2 separate regions of the Mus musculus genome follow, and region 1 is linked to region 2. The links are chromatin contacts, called in public Hi-C maps. All regions are on one chromosome and are shown on one strand. Each heading gives the region's core, a stretch centred on a gene start, on an enhancer-like site or on the middle of the called end of the contact. The rest is flanking DNA. Distances are from core to core; before and after follow the strand shown. Region 1 has its middle 21 kb from the start of Gm33381. Region 2 overlaps Gm33162 (a long non-coding RNA gene).

Region 1 (3,366 bases), core at 10-2,509, 290 kb after region 2:
TGGTTCTTAGAAAAGGCCGTTGAATGTCTGACGATTTGAGATTCCATGGTTTTGTCAGCCCTTCTGTTTGAACAGAAAGCTCCCTAATCCATGCCCCTCTCCACATTCACGCATAACTGGTTAACAAGTCATACCCGAAAATACGAGCCTCCCCTTCGGTGCACGATGCTGGTAGATTGGATTTTATTGTTGCCATCCTTGGGATATTCTTGTTTGCTAGGGTCTCCACGAGACACAAAGCTATAGATCAATCCCCTGCCCTGTACTCCCAGTCTTAATGTTATACACTGTTATTGAGGAACTATGGCTTCAGAGGTGAAGGGCTGGAAGAAAACCAAGTCTTTCTGGACCCTCAAATTCCTTTCTTCCTGGCCTAAGGGGCATTGTTCGGATCATAAATTGCAGGCCTTTTAAGAAAAGCAAACAAAGGCTAACTGCATTGCAAAGGTCACCGGGCCCGTGGAGAGAGCGCGTGATTAGCTTCTGAAACAGAAGGCTTTGAGGACTTTACAGGGTTCAAAGGTGCGACCAGAAATTTTCAGTCCAGGGCAAATCCTAAGAAGTCTTCCTCCCCCATCTGTCACCTCAAGAGCTCCGCCCATCTACCTTCTGGGAGGACCCGCTGCTGCGGACAGGGCTGACAGGGCGGGTCAAGCAAGGGCAGGAACATGCCCCACCCCCTCCCCTCAGACCAAGCCAGGAACAGGGGAGGTTTCCACTTGGAAAGCCATCCTGGTCGGCTTCTCCACGTGCCTCTCTGTCACCTGCACTGTGAATGACTAGTGATGACTTATACGCATGCCCAGGCGGTGACCTTGGATTTTTTTTTTTTTTTTTTTTTTTTGGTCTGTGATTCTCAAATGTTTATGAATAAATTGATAATGCCTACCCTGGTTCAAAGGATGGTTGGAGGGATGAAATGAGATAAAGCACAAAGAACAGGAAATGTACAGAACACATATCCGTGGATTTTAGGGGCCTGAACTGTTCTTTTCTGGAACATTCTCACCCTCCACCCATCTGTTGTCTTTGTGCCGAGCTGGGTGGGGGACGCTTGCACTGGGTGGGGGACACACGCTGTGTGTCCAGGGTGGACTGTACTGTGACTGTCCCCATGGAGTCAACACTCCCCTTTGCCAGCCTCATCCAGAGCATGGAGAGCCTGTGGGTCAGGATAGCCTGTCTGCGGTGGGAGAGGGCCACAGTGTGGCGAACTGCTCTCCTCCGCTGCCATTGGCCACGGTCAGCAGCCAGCCAGAGAGAAGCCGCGAGCGCCCCCTGACGTCTTCACCGCACAGCACAGGCGGGGCTGCCACAGCCAAGCAGCAGATCTCAGTCAGCCAGCAGAGATCGCCAAGTGTGCCCTGCGCATCTCCTGCTGGTCTGCTGTAGGTCTTTACTCCGTTTGGAACACCTGTCCTGGTCATAAAGGACAGGTTTCACATATGTGAATCCTACATAGAGAGACCCAAGGGCAGAGGACATTTTTGATGACCATTACCACGGAGACAAAAGGAGAATATTCTAGAAGGAGGCAAAAGAGGAAAGGGCAAAATAAGAGAAGACTATGGGGCTTGGGGTGAAGAAGAAAAGGAGTCCAGACCCTTTGGGCCCATGGCTCACTAAGTGAGTTCTCCATCCATGGTTGCCTCTTGGGCCTGAAACCACAGGTTAGGTTTTGTTTCGAGCCGCCCTAATGTTGACTGCCCCACAGAATATTCCCATCCCCCTCCAGGTGGGGAGGAGAGTCTACAACTCTGACCAAGTTTGGGCTGTCTTTGGGAGATGTGATTTGCTCAATTACGGCACAGTTCCCTGACACTCGGCACTGATCTCTCATTCCTTTGTATCCAAGCACCCCGGGTTGGGTCCTGACAGGAGAGTCATGAGCTACGAGGACTTAAAAGCTAAAGCTGGCAAAGGAAAGTGACTCCCTCTCAGAGCAAAGCTGTTGAATGAGAGGAAATGAATGGTCTAGACTCAGAAACAAAGCAATGGGGAGGGAGGGCTTCTGCCAAGACCACTGCTATTTGTTCCCAGGCTTGGCAGGAAGGGAGAAAGCCTGAAAGCTTTGCTGACAAGCATTGTTTACAAGCAGAGAGAGTGTGTGTTGTCCACACAGCCCTCGAAGTGCACCTTGGATCCCAGTCAGGATAGCAGACACCAGCTGTAGGGAGCTGCGATGCAGGCCCATCAGTGTGCCTTCTCAGGTCTGCTCTATCAGGCTGCACAGAGAGAGGAGGCAGGCACTTCTCAGAGACAGGCTTCTGGAGCCAGAGGTCCTTTTCCTTTCTCACTGTGATTTTTCAACATCTCAAAATTGCTTTATGAAGAGCCTCTTCTGAGCCTTGCAAAACTTGAGATCAAGTCCAGTTCCCCTGCCTCAACGCAGCAAATGCATGAAAACCCATCTTCCTTCCTCCCATCCATCCATCCATCCATTCATCCATCCATCCATCTATCCAAGTCTGCATTTATCAAGCATCCATGAAGCATCTGCTCTGCACAAGTCATAGTTCTGGGTGCAGAATTCAGAAGTGAACAACTGAAACAAGCCTCATCTGAGTGGAGTTATTTTCCAATAGGAAAACAAGCCAACCAGATAGGGACAGTAACAGGGTGGTGGGGAGCTCGCCGAGTTAAGCTGGTCTGGGAGGACTGAGCCATGTTGACATATGGCACGGAAGGCTTGTGAGCCAAGGGACAAATAGGTGCAAGGTGTGCAGAAATGTACTTGGTCTATTCAAAACAAAGCAAAGTGAGCCAGTGTGGGTGAACAGCTCGCAGGAGACTGACGGCAGGCGCCAGACCTGTGTGGGCCTTGCAGGCCATGGTAGAGAGCTTTTAAATGAGGTGATGAAAGGCCACTGGAAGGAACAGAGCCCTGAAAAAATATGACTCAGTGTGCAAGCATTTAAAAGAATTCTAGCTCGTGGGGTGAGCTGGTGTATCGGGATGGGATGGTGGGATGGGAGGCAAGACCGGATCTGCCGAAGTCTACAGGGTCAAGGGGATGGCTTGGCCTAGATACGTGGGGAATATTAACTTGGGACCATAGTTAGAGAGCAGCATGGGGACGTGGGGGTCCATCCGGCTTGGATCAGGTTATTGCAGACTGTAGTTTATCAGATTAGCCCTCAGGGTAGCACCTTCTCACGTGACAGGGCTGCAATGCTGAGTTAACTGCACGGATTCTAAAACCTTCCTAAACGCATTCTTGATGTAGAAATACATAGCTCTCCACCAGATGAAGCAAATCCAAGAACCAACCGTGGCAGACAGGTAGCCAGCAGTGTTGGTCCTTGGGGCCAGGAGTGGAGTCCAGGAGGTCTGCAGCCTTTCATCAATGGTCCTCCAGGGATGGAG
Region 2 (2,959 bases), core at 37-2,536:
TGAAATTGTTTCAAAATGAAATGTTAAAAAATTATAATCAGAAATAAATTTCAGGGGGCTGGAAAGATGGCTCAGAGGTTAAGAGCACTGGCTGCTCTTCCAGAGGTCCTGAGTTCGATTCCCAGCAACCACATGGTGGCTCACAACCATCTGTGATGGGATCTATCACCCTCTTCTGTGTGTTTGAAGACAGCTCCAGTGTATTTATGTATATTAAATAAATAATTAAAAATTATTTAAAAAAAAAAAGAAATTTCAGGAATTGGCCAATCCTTTCCTCTGCACATCACACAAACTAGGGCATGTTAATAATCTTTGTGCAATTTCCCATGACAGGTCATTTAAGGGCATGTGGAACTTGAATTTTTCATTCTGATTAGAGAAGCATATGTCCACAAGTGAGCTCGTGGAGTTCTGGCCCATGACTAGAGGCTTAGAGTAAGGAGAAGATGAAATCTAGGACCCTTGAATTTCAGTAGATGGTGGGAGTCACACAGACCCATTTGTTGGTTGCACAGAACATGTATCATAGCTGGAGAGTAATATTTAGCAGGAAAGGCTTGGTTTGGTTTCAAAGATTTGTTTCCATCACTAGTGTCTTTCCTAATGGCAGTTTGTCACCAGTCTCTCAGTACACCCATGTCTTGTGGCTCTATTGTACCTTCACATACTGCATGCAGAGTGCCTTGTATGGCACATGAATATCCTGGAGTGGCTGAGGGGACCTCCTCCTCTACAGCCTAAGGACTGGGTCCCACAGGGCTCAGCAGAGGATGCCATTGCCACCTTCCCAACTTCGCTAGAAAGTGTTAAAGAGGGGTTACTGACAGGGGTGACATGGCCTAAGAATCACCAGCTGGGAGCAGCTTTGTCTTTGGTTTTGGAGAGCTAGGGGCTCTGCACCTCAACACTTAAAGCAAAACTATTGTGCGATTTCTGCCCCCTTGGGAGAGGGGAAAACTCAATCCCCGTGGGGTCCACATCTTTCACACCCGAGTATGTGGAAGATTAAGCGCTGTTCCAGAATCTTCTCTACAGCAGCAGAAGACCTCGGTCCCTTTTCTCAGCTTGGGGCTCAGCCTGGTGACATGGTACCCCCACCCCGCCCCCACTGCTGCTGCTTCTCCCTTTGTTCTTTCCTTGGCTCTGCTGGTCCTCCTCCTCAGTTCAAATTTCACTTTCCTGCTTGCGTCTCCCGTGAAACCGAGTTGACATATTAATCATTACAAAGCCGCTGAATGCTCCACTGTGCTTCATTAATCCAGAAGAAAATACCGTCAGCTGCTACTGCCGGGAGGATACTCATGTGCCTCCCCAGAGCCCAGGATCCTGGAACTGTCTCCGTTTCCATGAGTAACAAAACAGAAGGCCTTTATGGAAGGCCACGGTGACCCTGGTACTGGATGGGCATGGGAGGCTGAGAATGTGGGTGGGCTGCCATCCCTGAAGGCAGAGGTCATCCGTCATGGACCCTGCCAGACCTTGGGCTGGTCAAGGACTCTAGTAGAGGCCAACCTGTAAAATCCCGTTAGGGTTGCCAAGACCAGAGCAATGTGACTTTAATAAGGTCAAAGTTTGGTGATTTTACAACTTTAAGGATGATAAGGTTTTTAGTCACATGGGAGAAAGCGCTAGAGAGGGTCTGTCTAAATTCTCCTGGTGAGATGCTGGGGTGTGGTTAGGCCTGGCCTGGGGCCAGACTCTGGAGGCTGACTGCTGAGCTGGGGTCAAGCTTCCCAGCTCTACCTTCTGCCCTGCACGTGGACAAAGCCTGTCTTCACATCTCTGGCCTCTGGAACTGATAGAGAAATTAATCTGGGCAGTTATTTTCAAACACAGGGAATCCTTGGGACAAACTGACTTAGGTGGAAGCAAATGGCCTGGTCAAAGGTGTCACCCTGATCTGGGACTTCCACCATGCCACCCACTACAGTAACGGCACGAGGAAGGGTTGTTTCATTATCAAGTGAATCTTTCCATTACTACCTTCCAGCCTGGGCTACTTTATTGCCTCCCTGGGTCTGTCCATCCTTCTACTGTCTTCTCTGGAAAAGCACTCCTAACCATGCCCTTCTTTCCTACCTGAGAGAGATTTCAGCTGCTCCAGTTTCAGTCCTAGAGCAGTGTGCGTCTCTTCAGGAGGCTCCATAAGAAAGCAGAACGCTTGAGAGAATGGCTCATAGTGAAGAAAGCTTGATTCATGGCATCCCAAGTTTCATTCATGCCTCATGGCTTTGGTCCTGTCATGAGGTAGAAGCTGATGGTGGGGGGCTGGCGAGATGGCTCAGCGGGTAAGAGCACTGACTGCTCTTCTGAAGGTCCTGGGTTCAAATCCCAGCAATCACATGGTGGCTCACAACCACCCATAATGAGATCTGACGCCCTCTTCTGGTGTGTCTGAAGACAGCAACAGTGTACTTATTTATAATAATAAATCTTTGAGCTGGAGCTAACAGGGACTGAGAGAGTGGGATTTACTGGAGCAAGCAAGTGGGGCCGATGGGAGCGAGCAGAGGTTCTACAGATTCAATTCCCAACAACTACATGAAGGCTCACAACCATCTGTACAGCTACAGTGTACTCATATACATAAAATAAATAAATAAATCTTAAAAAAAAAAAAGCTGATGGTGACCCGGAAACAGAAACAGGAAGAGGCCACGCTCTCAGCATCTCTCTGAGAACACACCCCAGTGATTTATCTACACTCGTTCTACCTCCCAAAGGTTCTACCATGTCCCAATAGTGTCCCAAGCTGAGGACCAAGGTTTCAACATACCGTTCTGGGTACTTATCTCAGCTGTTCTGCAAAGCTCTGTGTCGATCTAAGACCTGTGAGCTTAGATCGAAACAGTGATTTGCCAGACTCAGAAGAGAACTTCAGTGTCGTGGCCTCGACTCAATGGATCATCTTTTACTGGTGAAAAAAAGTATCATTTCTAAATGGGTCAGTTGTTTC

What was found. A called contact is a pair of places that touch in the nucleus more often than the background predicts.
Region 1: a Hi-C map of uterus shows a contact between it and region 2, with 5 times the contacts expected there. The contact joins two enhancer-like sites. A contact is called at or near these places in 1 of 39 promoter capture datasets (liver), 7 of 15 datasets of contacts at CTCF or cohesin (CD8 T cells, embryonic stem cells, hippocampal excitatory neurons and 3 more), 109 of 484 Hi-C or Micro-C datasets (the AML12 cell line, B cells, CD4 T cells and 66 more) and 47 of 115 datasets of contacts at active chromatin or transcription factors (DN3 thymocytes, the HL-1 cell line, the HPC-7 cell line and 33 more).

The regions. Positions count from the first base shown.
Region 1 is chr3:101,805,117-101,808,482 of GRCm38.p6, forward strand. No RefSeq gene overlaps it. Among named protein-coding and RNA genes, the nearest start is that of Gm33381, 21 kb to the right of the region's middle. Within about 2 kb of position 1,260, at least 126 of the 459 cell types and tissues checked have an H3K27ac peak or open chromatin away from gene starts, as enhancers often do. A contact at or near this core is called in Sertoli cells, extraembryonic ectoderm, kidney and 3 more, where this site is marked.
Region 2 is chr3:101,512,540-101,515,498 of GRCm38.p6, forward strand. All of the region lies in intron 4 of Gm33162 (a long non-coding RNA gene), which reads right to left. Among named protein-coding and RNA genes, the nearest start is that of Gm40109, 6.2 kb to the left of the region's middle. Within about 2 kb of position 1,287, at least 33 of the 459 cell types and tissues checked have an H3K27ac peak or open chromatin away from gene starts, as enhancers often do. A contact at or near this core is called in Sertoli cells, extraembryonic ectoderm, kidney and 3 more, where this site is marked.